Regions from separate parts of the Mus musculus genome. Here region 1 is linked to region 2. A link is a contact called in public promoter capture Hi-C data. All regions are on one chromosome and are shown on one strand. The core of a region is the stretch at or near the end of the contact, and the rest is flanking DNA. Distances in the headings are between cores, read along the strand shown.

The links. Promoter capture Hi-C pulls out the DNA fragments that hold promoters and counts their contacts.
Region 1: a contact with region 2 is called in a promoter capture Hi-C map of hematopoietic stem and progenitor cells, with 3 times the contacts expected there. The contact joins the enhancer-like site here to the promoter of Adtrp in region 2. A contact is called at or near these places in 6 of 39 promoter capture datasets (the C10 cell line, hematopoietic stem and progenitor cells, hippocampal neurons and 2 more) and 2 of 9 other capture datasets (adipose tissue and liver).

The regions. Positions count from the first base shown.
Region 1 is chr13:42,337,295-42,341,449 of GRCm38.p6, reverse strand. No RefSeq gene overlaps it. Among named protein-coding and RNA genes, the nearest start is that of Edn1, 38 kb to the right of the region's middle. Within about 2 kb of position 1,484, at least 12 of the 459 cell types and tissues checked have an H3K27ac peak or open chromatin away from gene starts, as enhancers often do.
Region 2 is chr13:41,846,220-41,850,195 of GRCm38.p6, reverse strand. Adtrp (androgen dependent TFPI regulating protein) reads left to right here and starts at 2,580. Exons shown (of 7, transcript NM_001145875.1): 1 at 2,580-2,705.

The DNA of each region.
Region 1 (4,155 bases), core at 235-2,734, 490 kb before region 2:
GCTTCAAAAGGCAGGGTGGGTTGGTTGTTGCTGGGTGGTAGTTTGTGGTTGGTGGTTCGCTGTTATTGGTTATAGTTTGTTAAGTAGTTGTGCACAAAGAAGAAACAACAGCAAGAAAAAAATTAGATATCGTGACAGGAAAGACCATACTTGCCCCAGGGTACTTGATGCCCCTAATCTGTAGAAGTAGTCCAACAATAGCATCACCCACTTTCTGACCCATGACTTTATTTGGGGAGCTCTTTCCTTTCCCTTCTATCCTCCTTTCTCTCTTATCTAGTGTTAGGGAGTTGAAAGGGTGGAAAAAAAGCAATGGAAAGGGTAGACGAAAGACAAATCCACAAAATAGCAAAAGACAGCCACACCCTAACTCATCCTGGTCTTACTTTTCACCAATTCCCATCTCAACAGCCAGATGGAGAGCCAATTGCAAGGCAGGTGGAACTAGAAGCCAAGAGGGGCTTACTTTAGTAGACCATAGCTGAGAACAGAGTTAGAGGAAAGAAACCCTATGCTTTGCTTACTATCTGGGAAGTGCCTACAGGAATGAACAGATGTTGGGGTTCTGGCTACACCATCAGCTTTGCAAATCAGCCCTACCATGACCACTTTTGGAATTTCTATGATGATTGTGAGAGAAATCAAACCCCCAGACTCATGGTATCAAGTTTAGATGTGTATAGTATGTTCGGGCCTTCTCTGCTTAGATAGCAGAACTCTATCTGCTTAAGTGAGTCAGTTGATTACAGCTATGTTGCAGGCGACTCTCTGTATGATCTTAGGCAGTCCTCTAACTTCTGGGATTGCTTCTGCTAAATTGAGAGGGTTGTGGAGTGGCAAACAAGGATTCTGCCAGAACGAGCTGGAAGAAATGAGTTTGGAAATAGCTTTTAACCCCATTGCTTCGGTGTACTTTCTCCACCTGCTGGAGAGATGAGCTGGATCAGCAGTTAAAGGACCCAGGTTCAACTCCCAGCACCCACATGGCAGCTCATAGATATCTGTAATAGAACTGTTTTAGAAGGTGCCATTCTGGCCTGTGTGGGCATTGCATACAGGTTGTGTATGCAGGCATATATTCAGGCAAAATATCCTTATATGTAAAATAATAAAAGAAATTAATAAAATATCTGTTAGGATATTGTAGTAGTAGTAACCCACAAAAATCTGGCCAAAGCCTTGGCCTGATGTAAGCCTTTAAAGCATTCCTTACTACAACTTATGTGATACTCTGAAGCTCCTTGTATTTGTGTAGACCACTAACCATCTGAATGAGCAGACAGTGTTGATAATTGACAGCGTTATCTGCCTGCAGTGGCTTCCTTGAGGCCTCACTAAGGGTTGGTTTGATGGAGCAACTCAAAATTAACTGGGAAGAGAAAAATCTCTGAAATGGACCTGCAGAGGAGAAAGTAAGCATGGCCACTCCAATGGCCCTGAAGGACTTCAGACTCCATCCATCAAGAGGCCAAACCTCCCTGCTGGAGGTGAAGAGGAAGCAGCCTCATCAGCACAGAGATGATGGTCTGGACCAAGCTTGTCTTCCTCTGCACTGTTTCAGTCCTTTATCCTCACCATCCTGGCCTTGCCACTGAGCAGGTGGAACACAATTACCTGTTATATTCCAGGGCTTTTTCTAGATGCTTCCAGGATTAGGAGGCAGAGCTGCAGAACAACAGAAATGTTCTTCAGTGGTTTGGCAGCCTCCTGCTGCTTCTCAGTGTGTTCTTTTGTTATGGCTACTGGTCCAAGCTCCTCCTTTGTTTATTCATTTGTCTGGAGGCATGTGAGATTATGTCAGCCTTTAGGCAAGCTCTGCCCCTGATGGCTGCCAGGTAATAGGTCACTTCACCTGCCAGGAACTATCCAGGCGTAAATTTAGACTGCAGCCTCCCATTTCTGCTTAAATAAGTACACAGGGAAGGAATATACAAATACGTAATTTGGAGAGTAGAAGAGACTGCAAGTATTTGGCTTTGCACATCCATTAAACTCTTGGGCTGCTACAAAACTACCACCACCACCACCACCACCACCACCACCACCACCACCACCACACACACACACACACACACACACACACACACACACTCACTCATGCCCTGTGCTATCTGCAGCACAGGCCAGCTGTGCATTCCCTGCCCAGGGGAGGTGACCTGTGGGGCCTTTCTTCACTGTGCTCACCCTCTCAAACTTTGACAAGGGAGCCAACAAGAATCTCTGCCTGGTTGACCCTTGAGAAGCTCAGAACTTCCCTTATAAACCCTGAAGGGTCAGAGGGATTTGCGTTTCCACTGTGAGTACAGTGTTTTGAAGAGCCTTGAAGGGCTCCGATAATAGCCCATTGCTGCCTTTGTTGGTTCATTGAATTTCGTTCTCCCAGAAGATAAGAATTCTCTCTCTTCTTCAGGTAGTGGAAACCACCAATATATGGCTATATTAGTGAGTCATGAAAATATGCTTCCTCTCACTACCTGAAAACAGTAATGGTAAAGTTAGAATAGAGAAAGGCACCTTCCAGGGCTGTGATTGGAGATGCAAGGGTAGGAAGAATGGTAGCGTTAGGCATTGGGCAACCCCATTAGAGTTACCCATGGGCCACCAACTGACCAAGGGACATTCATATAGACCTTCCCCCTCTGGCACTAAAGACCTAACACAAAGGGAGCTCTGGTCACAGTTCAGGGGCACAAATAAAATATAATTGCCATAAAAACATGTCAGTTCATATGAATAAGTGAAGCTATTGAGGTTCAAGTCCCAGAAGTTCTGGGAAGGTGAAGTATATAATACTTCTTGAATGGATAAAAAATATATATATATATATATATATATATATATATATATATATATCCCTCCACCTTCCTTCTTGATGTAATTTGGTAGATGCCATGCTTCTCAACTACATCCTTTTAGGTTCCAAAGCCTGAAAGGTTAAAGACATAAAGCCAATGTGATATGAAAAAGAGATTATTTCTGAGACCAACTTGCTAAAAGATTGCTTCATATATTCTGCCTTTCAAAATGTAAGAGTCTTTCTAGAGAAACTTAATCAGTTTCTTGTTTTCCTTTTCACGGCATCACCTATTCATTTATTTATTCACAAAACAGGCAAGTCTTCATTCTGTTCCAGGTGTTTCATGAATGCTGGTGGTTAAAAAAAGATAAATTGTCATGGATTCCATGGGGTCACTGTCTATAAAGTGACCCACACTGAACTAGCAGGTACAAGGTGACACTGCTAAACTCTGGGTCTACAGGGAGGGGAGCCTTTCCTGTTAGGAAAGGTTTCTGAGTAATTTCTGAGTTGGTTCTTAATAAGTGAATGAGGTTCGTTAGTAGGAAAAGAAAAGAGGGAAATGTCGGCAAAGAGAACAAAATGAAAGCATCCAGCTACACGTGGTCGGTCCTCCGTGTGTCTCCTCCATAAACGAACCTTGAGATAATTGGGATGCGGTTCACTTAGGAATATAGATGCTTCCTTGAGGCTCAGAATCAAAAACAAATTACACAGTATTTTTGCTATGTCCTCCATGTCCATCTTTATGAAGTCAGGGTGGACACATAACAGCAAGGGGGCAGGGGTAGAGCCCAACCAAGAGTTACCAAGACCTCAGTAAGTATGCTATCTGATGATATGAGATATAATGAAATAAACACATCCAGTTTCCCCTACTTTGGTTTAACTGTCAAAAGCCTGTCTTAGCTCACTCCTGATTTCAAAAGGCATGCATGTTATTATGGAAAATATAGCAGCAGAGGCTCCAGAAGGAAATAAAAAGGTCTGCATGTCTTCTAAATAGAAAAAAAAAAAAAATCAAAGTGTTCTTTTTCTAATTGGCTTTCTGTTTTTGTGCTTACAAATGATTTCTCATCCAAGAGATCAGATTTTTTAAAAAAATTATTATTTTTTTTTTACTTCCTGGTCATTCTTTTGTGTGTTTAGCTTTCATCCTTAACTTGTTAATGCAGACTAAATTTGTTTTAACAAGAGTCTATGTGAAGTAAAGTCTCAAGATACATACATTTATAAGTCTTAGACTCTGTGTGTGTGTGTGTGTGTGTGTGTGTGTGTGTGTGTGTGTGTCTGTGTGTGTGTGTGTGTGAATGTGGTAGGGAGATTGAACCTTGGACCTCACACATACTAAACACTCC
Region 2 (3,976 bases), core at 1,331-3,830:
AAGCTCAGGCCTGAAGTGTGGGCAGGGCTCCTAAGCCAAGAGTAGGTAGGTCAAAGTGAAGAAGCTTAAGGGCACAGCCAAGCCCTAAAAGGTTCCTGGCTGGGCTCATAGAATAGCTCTCCTTAAAGTGAAGCTTCAGTGTGCCACTTAGTACAAACACTCTGACTTCTCAAGATTGGCTGTTACCATGTCCATGGAGAAAGAAAGAAAGAAAGAAAGAAAGAAAGAAAGAAAGAAAGAAAGAAAGAAAGAAAGAAAGAAGGGAGGGAGGGAAGGGAGGAAGGAAGGAAGGAAGGAAGGAAGGAAGGAAGGAAGGAAGGAAGGAAGGAAGAGAGAGAGAGAAAGGCTTTAAATCACTTTTAGAAATGCACGTCTAATATTAATTATAACCAGATAGAATGGTACACACACCTTTAATCCCAGCTCTTGGGAGACAGAGACAGACAAATCTCTTCGAACTTACAGCAAGGCTAACCTCCATAACAAGTTCCAGGCCATCCAGGATTACGAGGTACAAAGTTGTCCCAAGTCAAAACAAACAAGCAGCATCAAAGTTGATCTTGGTGATTCGAGGCCTCAGCAATGCAGGTGCTGGAGTAAGAAGATCTTGAGTTACACATCAGCCTAGACTATTGTATAAGACTATTTTGAAACAAAAGAAAACAAATGAAACCGAAAGTGTAAGTTTTGTCTTAGTTAAATTGATACTTGCCATTTTTTGTTGCATAAAAATGTACATAAAACATATTTCAGTCATCTTCAGTGTGCAGCTTAGTGGCATCAAATGTGTCTGCAAGACCATAAACTGCCATTGCTGTCTTTTTTTCCAGGACAATTTCAATACTCCACAAGAAAACTGTGCTCAGTTCCTCCTCATTCTGTCACTGCCTTCTGGTCCCTGGACCGGACCCATCTGTTCTCTGTGTCTAGTTGTCTGTGCTGGACATTTTGTTGACATGGGCTTCTTGGGTGTATGTTGTTTCCTGTCTTTATTCACAAAGCACCATGTCTTCAAGGTCATTGATGTTATAGAATGTTATCATGAGCCTCACTCCAGTACATGCTGAGAACTATTTAGTTTATATGAGCATCATTCAGTGAGGGTTTGAAGTGGCTTGATTCTGTGAACACTCTTATGAGCATTTGTGAGTAACTTTTATAAAACTATTTCATTTTATGTGTACAGGTGTTTTGGCTGCGTGTATGTCTATGTACCACACATGTGCATGATGTCCTTGGAGGTTAGCAGAGGACATCAGATCCCATGGAACTGGACTGATAGATAGTTGTGAGCCTTCTGTGGGTGCTTGGGTATCAAACCCAGGTCATCTGGAGAGCAGTTGGTGCTCTTATCTTCTGAGCCATCACTTTTTCTGGGCAACTTTGTGCCTAGATTCCTAGTATCAATTCTCTAGGTCATTCCTAGGAGTGGAACTGCTTAGTCATAGGATAACTCTATGTTTAACATTTATAAATGGCCAAACGGTTTTCCATAGAGGCTGGTGTACTCTGAGCATTGGTGTGCGAAGGTGTCAGCTTTTAAGCTCATGCTTGCTCATTTGCATTATTGGTGTCATTTTTTTATCATGCCAGTGGAGCCCATGACTCGGGGCTTCGCTGCCTATAGCAGCAGAGTAAGGATCTAAACCTAGTTCTGACTGATTTGCCAACTCGACCAGTCCATCCAGAGTTTGTTCAGTGTTGTTCTTGGGCACTAAAGTACCTTCATGTGCTGTGAAGCATTTCTGCTCATAGGAAGGAGGGTCAGAAGAGGGTTCAGGTCTCGGGAGCCATCCACACTCCAACCTTGGCAGCTTTGCTGTGATTTCTTTGTATGTGTGGATAGGATGCTGGATTTTGTTTGAGAGACAATAGAAGATAATGGTGCTTTTTAAAAAAGCATTTGGAAAAAAAATGACAATATGACAATGGACTCATGTGATTTTGTGGAACAAATTCCAAAGGCCTTGTAACTTCTCGTTAAGCAGAGGTTTCAAATAAAGGACACTCAGTTCTAAGCTTAGAGACCGAAAGGTAGGATTTATTCACACTCACACCTACACACGTGCTCTCGTGTGGTCAGACATTCCTGTGCCCTATCTTGATCCCCCAATTAATGACCGTTTCTGGTCCAGGACAGTGGCAGCCTTAGAAGGAGTTGCCTCTAAACGCCTATTCACTAAAAGAAAAAAAAAAAAAAAAAGTGGCCACACCCACATTTCCCAGCAGTCCTAGCTGCCACATCATCAGTCAGCAATGCTGTCTGCTCACCTTTGAAAGAAGCAGCCAAGCAACTCTCTAAACCAGGGCTGCCCATCTCTTGCTTTGCCTTTCCATTAGCGAAATGAGTTCCCACCAGCCCCTGAGGGAGGCCTTGGCCTTTCATCATTCCTAGTCATGAGGCTGAAATCCACCAAGAGCCATCCCAAGGAACCCCGGCAAGGTCAAGCCAGGTCTTAAGAGAAATAGCTTGCACGTGAGAGTGTCTCCTCCCTGCTTGGCCTCGGGCCAGGACAGAGAGGGTTGGGTGAGTTCAGGGGAGGGGCCCCTTGATCATCCACTCCCACCGAACACTTCTTATCTTTCAGACAGAGCGTGTCTTAGTAAGGTGGCGATCTGGGCCAGGAAATTTTTCTGGCCACTAGAAATCTGGCTTGATCTCAAGCTCCCTGCGTTTTCCTTGGTAGAAGACCCAGGTAGCTAAGGTGAGTTCTCCGTGTCAGCGCCACGTGTGAGATTCAGAAGTCCATGCAGGTGAACAGTCGCTGGGGGTGGGGGTGGGGGGTGGGGGGGTGAGACTTTGAAGAGAGTGGGGAGGGAGGTAGATTTTGTGTAGCTTCCTAAGACACTATCTTGATTTTTCTGAACGTTCCGATGTGCCAATAAATCACTACCAGATGTCTGCTCAGATATAGTTCAAGTGTGAGATTCCATGAGAAGATTTAATGCAACTAACTGCTTTGGGAAGATTGGGAAAAGGTGCCGGAGTATGTTCCTGCCCACTAGATAAGTTGGATGGAAGGGCAGAATTTCTTTCATCTTCTGTTCCCTACCTTCAATTAAGCATTACATCAGGAATCTTTTCGGCTCATTATCCCAAAGATTCTCCAGCTGGCTACAGGTATCAAGTAACAAACCTCTGGCTAGATGATGCTTCCTGGTTCCTTTAAGAAAGAGCCAAGGCAGACTGGGATTCACAAGTGGAAGATTAAAAACTGTAGAGTCACAGGTGGCAGTGGGGTGCTTTCAAAACCCTCTCCAATGTCCTGCCTGGGCACCACTCCTTTCCTCGTCCACCTAAACTTTCTCCAACCCCCCACTTGAAGTCAGCAGCTCAGTAGCCAACCAACATTGAACTTGTGGTACTGAAGAGGGCCCTGGAAAAATATCCCTTGTATGGCAGGCTCGGCTGCAAAGTGACCAACCGTTCTGGAAGACCTAACTCATGCTGATCAAAGCACTTGGGGTGTGTCCTTCCTTTCACAAGCAGCCTTGGCATGCACCCATACTAGCTGTGCTTGAGAGCAACTGGCCCATCCAGAGTTGCAACTCCAGTCCCCAGGCACACAGAATGAGTTACCCATGGAAAGTCGGATGCTCAGAAGTACAGAAAATGCCCTTTCCTCGTCTTCCTTCTGTGCAAAGCCTAGAGATGCAACTGTAATGTATGTCCTTCCTTCTGATGGGAAGATTCTGAGACAGAGTTAAATGTGCAGCCAAGTCTGCCTGATTTCCAAGACCTCAGGTCGTCTTATATGCTGTGATGTTTGGTCTTTTAGTGATGTGTGATCCATCTGGGAGCATAGAGCAGGGTAGAGAAGGTCACACTGCCCCTCCCCCCGCCCCCAATGGTAAACTGCCTTTGGCTCTATCATGACAGTTAGACATGCTTGGTGCCTATCTGCCACACGCATAACAATTCTTTGGGTTCTTCACTGGGGATGGAATTAGCCCATAGATACCTGCAGAGCACCGG